3 separate regions of the Mus musculus genome follow, and regions 1 and 2 are each linked to region 3. Evidence: chromatin contacts called from public HiChIP or PLAC-seq data. All regions are on one chromosome and are shown on one strand. The core of a region is the stretch at or near the end of the contact, and the rest is flanking DNA. Distances in the headings are between cores, read along the strand shown.

Evidence for each region. HiChIP or PLAC-seq counts read pairs in DNA pulled down with a chosen protein or histone mark.
Region 1: an H3K27ac HiChIP or PLAC-seq map of large pre-B cells shows a contact between it and region 3, with 3 times the contacts expected there. The contact joins two enhancer-like sites. A contact is called at or near these places in 2 of 39 promoter capture datasets (the C10 cell line and liver), 9 of 484 Hi-C or Micro-C datasets (the C10 cell line, erythroblasts, liver and 6 more) and 1 of 115 datasets of contacts at active chromatin or transcription factors (large pre-B cells).
Region 2: a contact with region 3 is called in a RAD21 HiChIP or PLAC-seq map of pro-B cells, with 6 times the contacts expected there. The contact joins two enhancer-like sites. A contact is called at or near these places in 2 of 39 promoter capture datasets (the C10 cell line and liver), 1 of 15 datasets of contacts at CTCF or cohesin (pro-B cells), 9 of 484 Hi-C or Micro-C datasets (cortical neurons, embryonic stem cells, liver and 3 more) and 5 of 115 datasets of contacts at active chromatin or transcription factors (differentiating embryonic stem cells, embryonic hindbrain, forebrain and 2 more).

Annotation. Positions count from the first base shown.
Region 1 is chr11:82,251,139-82,253,838 of GRCm38.p6, reverse strand. No RefSeq gene overlaps it. Among named protein-coding and RNA genes, the nearest start is that of Ccl1, 73 kb to the right of the region's middle. Within about 2 kb of position 1,253, at least 11 of the 459 cell types and tissues checked have an H3K27ac peak or open chromatin away from gene starts, as enhancers often do. A contact at or near this core is called in pro-B cells, where this site is marked.
Region 2 is chr11:82,571,885-82,574,584 of GRCm38.p6, reverse strand. No RefSeq gene overlaps it. Among named protein-coding and RNA genes, the nearest start is that of Gm24612, 23 kb to the left of the region's middle. Within about 2 kb of position 1,309, at least 4 of the 459 cell types and tissues checked have an H3K27ac peak or open chromatin away from gene starts, as enhancers often do. A contact at or near this core is called in pro-B cells, where this site is marked.
Region 3 is chr11:82,409,301-82,412,000 of GRCm38.p6, reverse strand. The region is part of intron 1 of Tmem132e (transmembrane protein 132E); the gene reads right to left. Among named protein-coding and RNA genes, the nearest start is that of Tmem132e, 22 kb to the right of the region's middle. Within about 2 kb of position 1,385, at least 7 of the 459 cell types and tissues checked have an H3K27ac peak or open chromatin away from gene starts, as enhancers often do. A contact at or near this core is called in pro-B cells, where this site is marked.

The sequences.
Region 1 (2,700 bases), core at 4-2,503, 160 kb after region 3:
CTGTTGGAAATTAACCCAAGGACTAGCCAGGTAGAAGGGATAAGGCCTGAGGCCAGTTCCCCACCCCTACCCCAGCATTCACCAAGTCTTTCTCCCATATATTACCAGTTTCAAAATAACTGTGTACAGACTTGGTTCGTGTCCTAGGCTAGTCATTCATGCATTCATTCATTCAGACGTCCAGGAGAGCTTCTGAAATTGCTAAGATGTGCTGGGCACTGTGCCAAGCAGCAGCCCCGAGATGAATGAGACCCTGTCCTTGTTGTAAAAAGGCTCAGAGGCTGCTGTGGAGACAGAAGACAGACCTGCAAACAGGCACTGTGTGGCTTGGGGACATTCCAGGGCCTGGATGTGGGGTAGGAGTGGACCTTCAGAGAGAAATCCCTGAAGGAAGCCGAGCTTGAGCTCAGCTGGAGGAAATCTATCTGTCGGCATCCTCAGTACTGAGTTGGTGGGATCATTCTGGCTCTTGTCTGACAGAGAAGGAAGCACTGGGAGAAGGAGAGCCTGAGGTTTGATGGAGCTCTTATCCCAGCGGATCCTACGTGCCCAGGAACCTTCCATACCCTACCTTGAAGGTTAGGAGTTAGGATCTCAAGATGGGATTTGATTCACAAGTCAGCCTCAAATGGGCTGTACTCCCAAGCCCCCTTCCTGAAGAAGAGGACAAGGTTTCCAGGAGACTGTAAGATGATGGTGGTGAATGATGCTCTGGAAGGGGAAGAGCACACTCTCATGACTCAGAGTTTTTAAATTGGTTTTTAAGAGGGGTTTCATGCACCCATTGGGACTGGAGCCTGGGAGCAGAGCTTAGGCTTGTTCAATCACTGGGAGGCTCAGGGATGTTGATGTATGGAACGATTGCACCTTGGACTTTGTACAGGAAGGCCTGCGCACTAGAGGCCCCACTGTGCACATGCAGGCTGAAGTGTACCTCTCACCCTGTGCCCGGCATCTCAGCATCACCGCATCATTTATGCTTCACACCCGAATCCCCTGAGCATCCTGAAGAACCCCCACATCATACCTACTCTGTTCCTGGGCGAGACACTATTGGTGCCTATGTCATAGCTAATATACAAACCTGGATGCTGACTTAGACAAACGCCCATCCAGGCAGATACCTTTGGCTAAGTAGACTTAGATGAGTGCTGGCATAAAGAGTCTGGAAGCTGCACCTGTTAGATGCAAGCTAGGGGCTGATCAGGCCACACCTACCGGCAACAGCCTCCTTCTCACAGCTGCTGTGAAGAAAATGACAAGCCCTTGATGAGAGCCTCTCAGTGAATATGTGACCCTTCAACATACTCCCCAGGTGCACAGATCCCAGGAGAATGGCAAGTAATAGTCTCATTTCTCTAAGGACATCAGAATCTGGGCCATGAAAGGGTTACTGTAAAAAGGGCACCATTCAGCTAGATGTGTGCACTTCCCCACTTCCCCCACCTCTTTGGAGTTTTATGTTCCTTCCCTCAGATTACAGGCAGGGCACATGCTGTGAACTATTCACAGAGCATGAAACTTCCTTCTTCCTCTGGGACCCTTAAGAAGAGACCTACCTAGTTAACTCTGGCTCAGGGGCCAGAGGTCTCTCCTCCAAAGCCCCTGCCATTCTGTTGTCCATCTGTCCACCTGTGGTGTCAGTAACTCTTCTGATAGACCTCCTATCTCAAAGGACAATCCATTCACCCCGTGTCCCCCTCGAACCACAAACCCAGGAACTGTCATCAGCATGTGAGGGAGAGGGAGAGGACATTCTAGGGGCCTCTAGTAGAAAGCATGTTAGCTGCACAGGGAAGGGTGATGGGTCTTGTTTAAGCCTAAACAAAGAGGCAAGGTGGGTTTGGGGAGCCTTGAGAACATCAGTGGCTGAGATCTGAGGTGGGACTAGAAATGCTAAGTCATTGTTACTGGAGCACCAGCTTTAGGTCAGGAGCCAGATGGTCACAGATGGTCCTTCTCCAGTGTCTGGGGCTCCAAGAGTATAGCTAGTGTTGACTTGCCAAGTGTGACCACTGGCTATATCTAACTAAGCTTGCTGTAGAGGAGGCAGATGATGAATCTACAGCCTAGATGTGGGGCCTGGAGAGGCTGGTGGGAGTGAGTTAGGAGAAAGGGTAAGGAGGAAGTGTGGGGGACAGAGGGGAGAGAGGGGGAGGGGGAGAGGGAGAGAGAGAGGGGGCCAGAACAGCAAGCACACATACACATGGGTGAGATCCTAGGGAACATTCTGTAAGAGCGGCTCTAGCAGGTTTGATATTACACTGCTGGACCACCCCGTCCCTCCTTTGTCTTCAGAGGGAGGAGGGTGTCTGGGCAATGCTCACAGAACACCTACTGTGTGCTGCACAGGAAACAAAGGGAAGGGGCTATTCATCTGACACTGTAGTGTGCCTGGGGCACAGCTGTCAGGCAGTTGCTAGGGTGGACCCCATTACACGGAGAGACAATGGGGTGTATGTAAGTGGTGATTTGCTCAAATTCCAGGAGGATTCCGCAAGAGTCCCTGCAGCCTATACTTGGTCACTGTGGCGTTGGGGGTTTGGGTGGGAAGCCTAAGCTTTCTGACATGTGTCCTCCGCACAGCCCAGGCACTGCAAGAGATGATAAACACTGGAGTCCTGCTTTTTCCCACTCTCAGACCTGGATGTCCACACATGTTCTTCACACACACTGAGGGGCTCCAGCCCCCCCCTTTTT
Region 2 (2,700 bases), core at 60-2,559, 160 kb before region 3:
CCGCTCAGCGGGTTGGGGCTTTGGGGTTGGAGAGAGAGTGGAGACAGGGATGGCTTAGTGAAGGTAGGAGTTACAGGGCAAGGTCGGGGCATGCTTCACAGGGAAGTGATGTGTGAGCAGGTCTCAAAGGTCAAGTATACAGAACATCTGTCACCTTAATATGGGTCTAAGGACGATCTTGGTACAAGCCAGTTACATGAATGGCTTCTTTGTTTTATTTTGAAGGCAGGTTCTCACTATGTAGCCCTGGAATGTGCTATGTAAGTTAAACTGGCCTCAAACTTGCATCCATCCTCCTGTCTCTGCTTCATGAATGCTGTGGTTAGAGGCATGCCCATGGCGACTGGTTCTGTTCCATGATTGTGTTTGTTGCTTCACAAAAGAGCAAAGGGCAAATGGATTTCAACAACAAAGATGATGTAGCTGAAAAGTAGGTCACCTCCTTTGCAAACCTCTTTAGACCCTCTGCTACATGAAGGCTGTTGTAGGCTCTGCCAGTTAACAAGATATGAACATGGTGGGCCTGAGAGAGAATGAGACAGACTTTCTCAGGAGGAAGCAAAGCAAACAGGAAGACAGGACATCCCAGCCTCCATTCTGAGGACACCTGTAGAGGTTGTGCTGTGCACTCCTGTCCTCTACCCATGGGTGCTGGCAGCACTCCTTGCCTAGATGTGATATCCAGATGTGTTTCTAGATATTTCCTAGGTCTCATGGGGGACAAAATGACCTCCAATGAAGATGGCTGTTGCAAAGTAATATGACTATATTAGGGACTGTTAGTACTATGAGTAAGATAACTTGGGAGATCGGGTGAGTACGTGCCTGGCAAGGGTGGTAAGGGCGTGTCTGAGAAAGTGGCTCTGGAGACAAGGCCTGGAGACAGGACAGCCATGCTTTAATGAGAAGGGAGGGAAACTTCCTTCCTTCCAATCCTCTGTCACTTCTGAAGGTGTAATGCCTCTGTGGTGTGGGGAAGCCTCAACAGGGTGTGAGGTAGGAATGCTTATCTTACCCACTTCACAGATGAGGTAACTGAGGCACAGAGGAAGCAGCAAAAGCAGAGAGGCCTTGAGGTTGGCCAGATAAAGGTCAATGTGGGAGAGCAGAGCACAGCAGGTGTTGGGGAGGTGGGGAAAGAGGCACTGGGGGTGAGGCAGGTCATACCAGCCTTGCAGTTGTATGTACTGGACTCTGCATGGGTGGCAGTCATCCCCGGGCAGCTGAGTCCCTCTCAGGAAACCACAGGGAGCTGAAGAAGAGCCACCTGGTCCAGCAGGGGTCATGCCTTGCTTCTGGGAAAAACAGCTTACATTTGACTCCCTGCCTGGGACAGCTGTGTGTATCTCCTGTGGGCTCTGCTAGGCTGTGGTGGTATCAGCAGTTCGGGTCTCGCTTCCTTCTTTCCCTACTGGTAGATCCTGAGAATACATCATCTGAGCAAACTTCCAACACGCCTTTTGCTGTCATAGGTAGGGTCTCTCCAGGGAACCTGTTGGGTGGCATAACATAGTGTGCCATTTGGTTCTGTTTTGGTTGCACTGGGAAGCCATTGACCTAGGAAAGTCATGCATAATTCAGGCCAGCACATAAGTGAAGAAGGGCCATGTGAATTCTAGAGTCTCTGGAAATGGGGTTCACATGGAAGGTTGGAGCTGGTCACCCTGAGACTTAGGAACCAGGCAGAGGAGCTAGAAAGGAGCTGAAGTGGCCCTGAGGAGGAGGGAGTCTCTGGAAGGGAGCAGCCACTGAGGCGAGAAGCAGTGACATCTAAGAGGTGTGTCCAGTACTCCCTAAGAGCTCCACCAGGGTGGAGAGACTTAGCTGAATCCAGGGGAAAGGCAGAGTCACTGCACAGCGGTTAAGAGGGCCGTGGTCTTGCCTCTTGGATATCCACCTCCTTCTTCAGGTAGATCCTCTTAACCCAGTCTCTGGTCTCATCCTGAATTCTTCCCTGCCCCCAACCAAGGGATGACGCCTGCAACAACTGTGGGCACCTGGGCCCCATCCCAGGCTTTGAGATGAAAGACAGTTGGGGCGGGCACTCACATGGCTATGTCACAAGTGAGTCACACGTGTCCCCTAACCTATCTCCAGCCCTGCTTCCTGCCCAGGTTTGGAGGGAGCCCTATGACCTTTCCTGAAGTCCCATGAATCTTCCCTTGAAGAGGTATGTTTGGAAATAGCTTCCAGACTCCAAACCCAGCATTGTCTGCTACACAGAGCCTCAGTCTACTTATTTGGTCTGAGGGCATTTTGCTGTTAATTGAGAAATTTCTTTTCTGCTCATTGCTTTCAGGCACCATAGGATTCATGCTCAGGTTGCTGTGGAGGGCATGGGAAAGGGATATTAGAAATGTTTAGTCCCTGCCTACTGGCTTGAATTCATGTCTTTAGATCAATTCCAGTTGCACCTAGTTCCATGGCTCAGAGTTTAACTGTTAGGATGGAAAAAAACAAAACAAAACAAAAAAAAAACCTCTTCCTCTTGCAATGTTAAACTTGGTCCTATCGGCCAACCACACCATCTGTAGCATATTATGAACTAATTAAAAATAAACCTGTAATTACCTTGTTAATAGAGCAATTATATTACATTGTAATTTTTGTGTTAAATATTAAATTGTTAAATGTTAAGATGTAATATATACCACATTTTTTTTGTAAGCCAATTTTGGCAGAATTTTCATTGTTTTAATA
Region 3 (2,700 bases), core at 136-2,635:
AACCTTTAGACTATAATCCAGCCTCAATTAAATGTCTTCCTTTATAAGAGCTGCCATGGTCATCCCTAACTAAGACATGACCGGCCTATACAGAGTGGGAAAGCCAGGTGTGGCAGTACAGGCTTGTCACTCCAGCATTTGAGAGGCTGAGGAAGTTTGCAGGTTCAAGGTCAGTCTAGACTACATAAGACACTCTCTCACAAAACAAAATCAAAGACATTTCCCTTAAAAGCAGTCTGTTAATAGCTCAGTGTTGTGGCACAAGTCTGTAATCCAAGCTACTTGTAAGACTGAGGCAGGAGGGTCCTAAGTTAAAGACCTGAGTGGTCTGTTGAGCAAGTTCAAGGCAGTCTGGGCAACTTGTCGAGACCATGTCCAAAATGGAAAAGTGAAAAGAGGGCTGGGAGCCTTGCAACACACAGAAGTGCTTGCTGTGTGGGTCTGGCAAACTGAGCTCAATGGCCAGATCCCGGGATGGTGGAAGAGAACCGACTCCTGAAAGTTGTCCTCTGACACATATGCTGTGGCATGCATGTGTGAGCGCACATTCACACACAAACTTTAAAAAGATTTTTAATGTAATTTTCAAAAGAGGGTTAGGGATGTGGCTCAGTGGTTCAAACCTTGGGCTCATCCTTAGGCAAAACACAAGTATGCACACACATGCTCATACACACAAATACAAGTCACACACACATATATACACATGCACATACACACATAGGACATACTCAAAGACACAGATATACACACAGAGACATGCTCACAGAGATACATACATACACATACACACACACAGGTAGATACACACACACACATGCACAACCACATATAAAGATACAGTCACACATACATACACATGCAGGTACACACACGCAGACACAGATACACACACGCAGACACATACAGAGATACGCAAAAGACACACACATGTAGACACACACACACATACACATGTAGAGACACACATACACCCTGTAGGAGGAATGCAGTCAAGCAAACACCCCAGCGTCATTTGGTCACCCTTCAGGCACCTGCTGACCTCACTTATTTCAGATCATGGGACTTCTTGAGTGTGTATGTGTAGAGGGTACATGTTATGTGGTACTTCTGTGACAGTATCGGACTAAAAACTCTTTCACCGACATGTGGAGGGGCCTCTGAAGGTTGCCCCACCCTCCCTCTGCCCAGAGGCATGGCCACAGCTTAGAGTTATCTTAGCACAGGACTCTTTCATCCTCTGCCAGAATGGGGCACAGGCTGGGGCAGACTAGCTTCCACAGGTGTTACTTCCTACATGATCCCACCTGCAGCAGAGTGGGTTCCCAGGGCACCCGAACCTCTATTCCCAAAGGAGCCACTTGGCTGCACCCAGCCTTGACACATAGCGTGGTTTCTCAGCTGGGCCTATCAGTACATGTCATACAGTTCATGCTCTGAGGGTCTCAAATGACCATGCAACAGTTGAGAGCAAGGGACCTGTGTCTGCTCACTCAGGATGTCACGGATGATTACAGAAGGAAATACAAATACTTTGCAGGCAGTTGAGGGGCAGCCCAGCCTGCTCTTGCAACTTCCAAGCGTTCTGGTCCTTCCCAGGCTATCTGGTTCCCAGAGACACCCTGGGCAGCCGAGTTCAGGTTCTGAACAGTCAGAGAACCTGGTTTCAAATCCTAGTCCAGCCTCTTTCCTGCTGTGGGCCTCTGAGTAACCTCTCTGGACTTATGTCACCTGTACTATACAGTGCCATCCACCTTCCCATCGTCCCCTTGGACTGGCAGTAAAGAAGGGCTTCCACAGGGCCTGCTCCAGAACTAGCTGGGTAACGGAGGCTGGCATCTGCTACAAATAGGGACCTTTCGGCCCAAGTCACGGGGCTTTCTCTCCTCGGAGTGCATCCACTCTTTGATTTCTTTCTTCTCAGCCCTGCTGGATGCCAGGGGGTTCACAGAGAGGTCACAACTGGTCTCTGAGGGGACAGACCTGCAAACAACTAACAGAGCTGCTGAAGGCATAGACCCAGGCCTAAGGAGCTCCAACCTGGAGGCCCGAGCAGAGCACCCAGCAAGAAGAGCATCTAGGAATTCCACAATCCCAGCACTCTGGGGTAGATACAGGAGGATTACAGTGAGTTCTAAGTCATCCTGGGTTATACACTGAGCCCCTGTCTCAAAACACAAAACACCGACCAAAAATACAGCCAAGAATAGCAAGTGGGAGGTGCTCAGAGTGAGAACCTGGCCCTCAGGATTCTGGGTTCTTACATCAGTGGTCATTTGCATGGGGTGAGGTACCTGTGTTTGGGGAAGGTAGTAAGGAATGAGGAGGGTCAGGAGACAGGGCAATGGGGGGGTTACTAGTTGGAGCAGGGAACACCTCCTCTCCTTATGGGCAATGGGTGGCAGAAGGTGTGTGGACAGATCAGCTGACCATGGAAGAAAGAACTCTGAGCAGTCAGCAGGGAAGAGATCCTGAAGGGGACACTCTAAGGATGTGGTTGCCTAAGTCTAACTGAGTGGCATTATTCCTGAGCATGAAGACAGACAGAAGAGCCTTCCTAGGGGCTCTATGAGGAGCCCAGGCTCCAGAGTCCATTTGCTGAGCTTGGTTGGCCTGGATCCACAATGACAACAGCTACCTGACCCATGGGCAACTTCTTGCCATTTCTGGGTCTGCAATGTGCTGCTGCTGCTGTTGCTG